2 separate regions of the Ovis aries genome follow, and region 2 is linked to region 1. Evidence: chromatin contacts called from public Hi-C data. All regions are on one chromosome and are shown on one strand. Each heading gives the region's core, a stretch centred on a gene start, on an enhancer-like site or on the middle of the called end of the contact. The rest is flanking DNA. Distances are from core to core; before and after follow the strand shown. Region 1 holds the start of NIBAN2 (niban apoptosis regulator 2). Region 2 overlaps NIBAN2 (niban apoptosis regulator 2).

What was found. Hi-C and Micro-C count contacts between places; a contact is called where the count stands out from the background.
Region 2: a contact with region 1 is called in a Hi-C map of hypothalamus, with 2.1 times the contacts expected there. The contact joins the enhancer-like site here to the promoter of NIBAN2 in region 1. A contact is called at or near these places in 3 of 16 Hi-C or Micro-C datasets (hypothalamus, retroperitoneal adipose tissue and skin fibroblasts).

Annotation. Positions count from the first base shown.
Region 1 is chr3:8,618,285-8,621,863 of ARS-UI_Ramb_v3.0, forward strand. NIBAN2 (niban apoptosis regulator 2) reads left to right here and starts at 1,426. Exons shown (of 14, transcript XM_027966422.2): 1 at 1,426-1,662. The coding sequence starts at 1,608. LOC121818996 (a long non-coding RNA gene) reads right to left here and starts at 1,310. Exons shown (of 2, transcript XR_006059079.2): 1 at 1,071-1,310; 2 at 1-444.
Region 2 is chr3:8,654,408-8,657,919 of ARS-UI_Ramb_v3.0, forward strand. NIBAN2 (niban apoptosis regulator 2) reads left to right here. Exons shown (of 14, transcript XM_027966422.2): 3 at 2,738-2,866. Among named protein-coding and RNA genes, the nearest start is that of TRNAC-ACA, 4.8 kb to the left of the region's middle. Within about 2 kb of position 1,299, at least 11 of the 54 cell types and tissues checked have an H3K27ac peak or open chromatin away from gene starts, as enhancers often do. A contact at or near this core is called in hypothalamus, where this site is marked.

The DNA of each region.
Region 1 (3,579 bases), core at 176-2,675:
CAGAATGCTGTGTTCCTTCCTCAAGCTTCTCTATGCTCTCAAGGGCAGGGACTGTGACGAATAACAGAATGGTAGGTTCTGTTTACTGCGATGACCCAACCTGTGCCAGGTGCTGTGTAGTCACTCTGTTATCTCATTTAATCCTCACAACAAAGCATCATTATTCTCAGTGGACGGATGAGGAAACTGAGGTTCTCAATAATGCCACATGTCCTGGGGGCCCAGAGCAAGTAGGACAGCTTGCATCCTCTCTTTTCATCCCCAGCATCTTGTAGAGAGCCGAGCCAGCAGGTGTTTATCACCGAACGCATGAAGAGTGCCTGTGTCCCATTAGTCAACTTCAAACCTACCTTCTGTTGGCGTTGGCAGGCCTGAAGCACCATGCTCAGCAATGTCAGCTTTTATTATCATCGCTTTCTGCTGATGTCACAGTTGCAGTGAGAGCTGTCCAGTTACAGGGTGGGGCACACAGAGAAGTGGGTAAGTACGCAGTCACTGGGGTAAGCACACAGTCATTGGGGTAAGCACACAGTCATTGGGGTAAGCAAGAAAAAACGGGATGACCCCTAGGATGCAGTACAGGAGGTCTGATCATCAGCAGCCAAGTATGGCTTCTGCTACCCCAGTCCATTATCTGGGGGTCCCAGGGGTTAACCCAGCTCCCCTACCAGCTTGGGGGATAGTGGGGTAGAATTGAAACACATTCTCCTGGTACCTGTGACCCAACCATGCCCAGCCCCCAAACTCCATGCTGGTCCATGGGTTTTGAATCTGCATCTTTTACAAACCGTACTTTTTTTTTTTTTTTCCTATTCCTGATTTGTCCTGTCCCACAAGCCACCTCCGAAGTGAAATACCCATATGCGGAGCCCGAGGAATGAGCGCCTGGCCTTTGAGTCGGAGCTCTCCTTGCCACCTCCCTTTTCCTTGCACTGTTGTGCAAGACGGGCGGGTACACCTTCTGGGGCAGGTCGGATCAAGGCCAAGGAACTTCCTGAGAGCTGGCAGCCGCGGGCGGGGCTGGGGGCAGGGGAGCAGGGGCGGGAGGAGTGCTCCTGGGCGTCGCCTACCGGCCCCGCACGTCCTTCTCGGTGTGGCTCTCTTCCCAAGAGGGTCGGGGAAGGTGGGGGGCGTTGACACCCAGGCTGGAACCCCGCAGGCACCCCCGTCCTTTCAGACGCCCCCCCCCACCAGCGCCATCTCTTTCTCCGTTTCGGTCACTGTCCGGTGCGCCCCGCTCCGCGTCTCCCTTCTCGGCCTCGCTTTCTCCGACCTCCTCTTTGTTTCTGTCTTGCAGGCGGTCCTTGCATACCCCGGCCCCTGCCCCGCCCGCTCGACAGCCACCGAGGAGGGGGCGGGGCTCGAGTCTGGGGGCGTGGCCTGGCGGGGCTGGGCTGGGTTGGGCGGGGCCGCGGGCTGGGGCGCGAGGCGGAGGCGGCCAGCTAGTGGACGGACGCTACTGGAGCCGGAGCGCGAGCCGGGCAGAGGCCGCAGCCAGGGGCGGCGGGAGCAGGGCGGGCCGGCTCCATGGCGCCAGCGGCGCCTGTCTGAGCAGCGCAGGCAGCGGCAGGCGGCGGCCGGATCGGGCCGCGCGGCTCCTCCTCACCATGGGGGACGTGCTGTCCACGCACCTGGACGACGCCCGGCGTCAGCACATCGCAGGTGAGTCCGGCGCCACGCAGCGCGCTCTGGGGGTCCGGCGGGGAGCCCCGGCCACGCCCCCATCGCTGCCTGCCTGCTGGGGTCTGCGGAGAGTCAGGCCCCGGGCAGGGCGGGAGTGGCCCAGGGCCAAGAACTGTTGTACAAGCTTGTTTCTCCTACGTCTGGGTGCCCCTTCCTGGCTCCTTCTGAGTCCGCCCTTCCCCCTCCCGAGGGGACTCGAACTTCCACCCACCCCTGGGAGCCGCCGGGTCTCTGGATTCCTGGGCACACTCCTGCAGCCTGAGCTGTGGAAGAGGGTCGCAGCCTCCCCACTTCACCTTGGGTATCTTTGCCCGGAAGCGATCCGGGCCCACTCGGCCAGCGTGTCCTGACCTTCCCTGACTGTCCCAGGTCCCGGCTTGCTCTGGCTCCAGACCCAGTACACGTGGCCAAGGCTTCCAAGGGACTGGCCCATCAGGGTCTGAGCCTGAGCCTGGGGAGTGGGCCTAGGAGAGATGGAGTGCACAGGAGGGGTGGGTCAGAACCCGTGTCCCTGGCCTCCGGCACAGCTGGGTGCTTCCGCGGAGGCTTGTTTAGGGGGCTGGTTAAGGCAAGAGCCCAGTCTCCTCAGCCCCCTCCTTCAACCGTGCCAGCTCCCAGCCCTGCACAGTGGCCGCTTCTCAGAGGGGCAGCTGCCCTCTTCCTCCCTGGGAAAGCACAGGGAGTGCTGTAGGGTCCTGGCTCCTCCTTCCCCAAACCCCAGGAATGGAGAGACAGGGTAAGACCCCCAAGCTGCCTGGGAAACTCAGTTCTGGGGGAGGCTGCCAGGGGGAATCCCAGCGTCTGTTTCCCATCTGGGATCTCTTGGACAAGTCTCCTAACGTCCTGGCCCCTTAGTTTCCCCCTCTTCGAAATGGGGTGAATACTTTATTCTTAATCGGTTTAAGTGAGCTAATTCATATGGCTTACTTAACACAGCTCTGGTGTGGGGGAGACCCCAGTGTGTGGGGTGCTGGTCCATGTGCAATGGTGGGGGCCAGTCTGTGAGAAGGGAGCCTGTTGCTCTTGGCTGAACTTGCCTCTGTCTGGTAGATCTAGCACGCTGTGCCTGCCTACACTTACGATGTGTCCTGCCATCCTGTAGAGTTTCCGCAGCTGTGTTCTGCCCACTCAGACCTCTGGAGAATAGGAACCAGGGGTCTCCCAATGCTGTGCTCCCACCCTAGCTGGACACAAAGATTTGTCCTGTGACTGGGGTCCTGGGCCCATGACGGAGATCCCCTTTTGTGCCAGGCAGGCCTGGGGCTGGCCCAACGGTGGGGGTGATGTAGAAGTGAGTCAGACCCTCTCCAGCATCAGACCAGCAGGGGGTTAAGTCCTGGAACACTTGTTTGTAGGACAGGCCTGGACTCTGGGAGGAGGAAGGCTGGGGCGGAGTCTTCCTGTCCCCTCCCTGTCGGTGGCAGCCTCCTAGGGTTCTGTAACAGTCCATCCATTCATGACCTCCTCCTGGGGCCCTCTCACCCCCGCCTGGGTGGGGTGTGCTGCGCCTTCTTGAGGGGGGGCGTTTACCCCCCCACCCCCACACACAGACCCAGCTCTGGCTCTCCCCCCTTCCTGCCTCCTGGGCTGAGAACTGCCACCTTGAAGGGGAGGAGACGGAGGCCGCAAAAGGTGAAGTGTCCTCTCCTGGGCAGGCTTGGGTTTGCTTTGTGGATACCAGGCTGGGTGGAAGAGGGCTGGGCCCACTCAGAGCCTGCTGGCCTCTTTCTTCTCAAAACTTCAGTGCTATTAATAGCCCTCTTCAAATGCCTCAAATTCCTGGTCCAGGCTCACCTGAAGGGGCTCCTGCAGTACCAGGGGTGGGAGGGGAGGCAGCCCGCAAGCCTCCAGCCCCCCTCCCATGGGAGGAGGCTGCCTGAGAAATAAACCTCTGAG
Region 2 (3,512 bases), core at 49-2,548, 36 kb after region 1:
GGCTGAGCGCTTGGGGTGAGAAGCCAGGCCTTGCTGTTTCTGGGGGTGCTGCAGTGGGCCCTTGTCTGGGTGGTCTGGGAGGGCTTCCTGGAAGAAGGGCCATCTCAGCTAAAGACCTGATGGGAGAAGGAATATCAGACCCAGGCAGTGGCATGTGCAGAGGCCCAGAGGTGAGCCCATGGCTTGCTTGGGATGGTGGAGGGCAGGACTCAAGCCAGGTTCCAGATTCCTGACTTGATTCCTCTTTCTGCCTTGACCCCCAGCCTGCCTGGGTGGAGAGAATGTCAGGGCTGTGTGTCAGAGCATCACCTGTCACTTTGATTTGGGGCCCAGGAAATTCTGTCTGGCCTCCTGATGTCACGGCCACCTCCCGACCTGGGACAGCAGAGGGCAGCTGTGGCCTGGGTGTCTGGCAGGGGCATACCTATGTGATAGTAGAGAGGGCTTTGGACCCACCTCAGGGAGCTGCTTCCTGCGGGCTGCTTGCTCCCCTGTTTGGAAGGAAATATCACAGGCAGCCTGAATTCCAATAACCCAAGACAGGAGCAGGGTCGCCTGATGTGCTCAGCATTTACTCTGCACGAGAAACGCCTTTCACACTCATCAGGTTGAGTGTTCATGGTCAGAAGACAGACGCAATGTGTCAGCAGGAAGACTAATATGAAATCACCCACAGTTTCAGAAGAGGAGGGGTTTTGGGTCCCATTTGCCACTCAGGAAACTGACCATCATGAGGCTAAGTCATGGTAACAATAGAAATCATTCTCGTCATCACATAAATTGTTTTTGTTAGAAATAATACTGCAATTAATATAGTAATAGTAGTGATAAAAACAACAGTTCTTTTGTGCGGGCGCTGCTCATCCAGCTGGCATGACATGGCTCAGTGGGACTGTGATTATGACCCGGCGCCCCTCCCAGAGGTGGACACCAGGGCTCAGGAAGGTAGAGTTGCTTGTCCAGGCTCCCGAGGCGTCAGCTGTAGGAGCCTGGGGGCCTGTGCTCTCGCCATCCCCCAGAGGTGCCCGTCAGCAGCATCAGAGAGCTTTGCAGAGTACACAATATTTGGCCTGGGCTGTTTCCTGGGTTCCGCTTCCTGCAGACCTTCCAGTGGAAACACGACTCTGCCATTTGAAAGTCTTAAAAATAAAACCCAAACCCACAGCTGTAAAGCAACCAACCAGCCATTACGGGCTGTCCAGGATCTGAGGGTGGACTTTAGGGGGCAGGGTGCCGAGCCCCACTCACCCGGGGAGGCCTGAGGGAGTTCTGGCTCTAAGCCGGAGCGGAGGCTGCAGACCCGGGTGTCTGGAGAGCTCTTTGTGCTCTTTCTTTCTCACAGAGACGGGAGCTCAGGAGCTGGGGTGAGAGTAGGCCCCAGTCTAAATATAGACCACACAGCCCAGGGGAAAGCCCACTGTCGGTGGTGGGGAGGGGGTGCCTGGTGGAGAGGGGGGGACCATTTTCTTTTCCTGTAAATATTTTTGTCCCTGGGTAGGAAGCAGTCTTCGGGGTCCTATTGTTTGAGTACAATGGGCCCTCATTTTCCAGGAATGTTTCGGCATTTCCCCTCGAAGAGTGGCAGGCAGGTTGCTGGGGAGAAGAGGCCCGGTGAAGAGACAGGCCTGGGGGTGGGGGATGCCTCGGGAAGGGCTGCTCACCTCTGACTGCAGCTGCAGAGCTCGAAGCTAGGAGGGGTTAGGCCCCAGTCAAATTATACCTTCTCCCTTTATTACACAGGATACATGTTGCTTTTTGCAGAAGGCCCCATATTTGTTGTAGAGCAGACGGAGGCTTCTGAGAGACAGGAACCTTTGACTGCTGTGCTCCTCCCACCCAGGAGCAGGGCTGTTCCCTCTTGGCCTCCTGTTATCTCCTTTCTGGAAGCTTCCCGGTGCTCAGTCTGTTTACTCTCCCTTCCCCCTCCCCAAATGTCAGTCTGAGGAGCCGGAAGACTGATGCAGACAGAACCCCAGTAGTGGTCATGGGCAGCTCCTGTGTATTGTACTACCTGCCCGGTGCCAACTGCCTGCGTGATCCCTGCACATGTCGTCGCAGCTGTCCCTGTCCCATTTTACAGATGAGGAAACTGAGGCTCAAAGAGGTGATGGGACAGGCCTGAAGTCACACCGAGCCTGTGGTAGAGTCAAAGCTAGGGCTTTGCAGGGAGGTCTCGGCGTTACTGCTACCCACGCTGGCCACGAGTCTGCCAGGGTGTTGGTCAGACGGGAACCCTCTGGGATGAAGTCCCCTCCTCCCCCATCTGGGTTCATGGGACGATCTTGTCACCTGTCAGGGCCGGGGAGGCTCTATGTCAAGTCTGTGTTGCCCTGAGGGGAAACAGACCCAGAGCAGGAAGAGAGATGTGCTCAGGTGCCGGCAGGCAGGCCTGTCCCCTCCGGCCGGAGTGACCGTGGCACAGTCACACTGCAGGGGGAGTGGACGGGGAAGCAGCCTGCCTCGGGCTCCGGAGACCTTCCCGAGGAGGCCGCCGTGTCTGCTGGGGCCAGGACGGGGCGGGGTCCTGTCTGGCTCCGCTGTCACAGTGCCTGGCCTGGGCTCTAGTCCGGCATCACCGGGCCTCTGGCTGGACCTGGAGTGGGGAGGGGGCCTTCGCTGTTCCCCAGCCTCATTTCCCCATCTGCCAAACGGGCGTTGCGCCGTGCTGCCTCAGAGACCTCGGTGAGGAGTGAGGTCAGGGTGGACGGCCTCAGTCCTCGCCCCTCGCCGCCCACAGGTGCCCCTGGAGGAGCGCATCATCTTCTCGGGGAACCTCTTCCAGTACCAGGAGGAGAACAAGAAGTGGAGGAACCGCTTCAGCCTCGTGCCGCACAACTATGGGCTGGTGCTCTACGAGAACAAAGTGGTGAGGCGCCCCGCAGGCCTTCCAGGCCCGGCCCAGCGCTTCTGCCGTGTCCCCACAGCCCCCTACTCTGCGATCGATAATGCTGCATGCCCCCCGACTCCTGAACGTGAGACCCCATACCTCCACCCTCAGCCAGCCATCGCACCCGTCTCGCTGTCACCAGGCGCAAAGCTGAGCCTCAGCATCTTTCCCCCAGCCCTTTCCTGCCTGCCCAAAGCTGGGCGCCCCCTCTCTGCGTGGCGTCTCACCCATCCAGGCACCCAGCTCACTGGGGGTCCCCTTTCGCTGTGCCTCTCCTCCAGAAGCAGCCCACCACTGGCCCTGGCCCACCCCCATGGCCCTCCCAATCTCTCCACCTCTAGGGCCCTCCTCCCCCCTCAGCCCCCTTCCTGCCTTGGGCTTCCACAGCCACAGCAAACTGGCCATTCCCCTGCCTCAGAGCACTCCTGGGTGCTGGTCCTGTCTTTTTTCCTTCCTGATGCCTCTGCTTGCAACTCCCTGCCCTGAAGCGGGGAAGCTGGGGGATGACTGTCCTTTTTTTAAAGTTTATTTAGTTTTGGTTCCATTAGGTCTTTGTTGCTGTGTGTGGGCTTTTATCTAGCTGTGGCAAACGGGGCCTGCTCTCTAGTTGTGGTCCTCGGGCTGC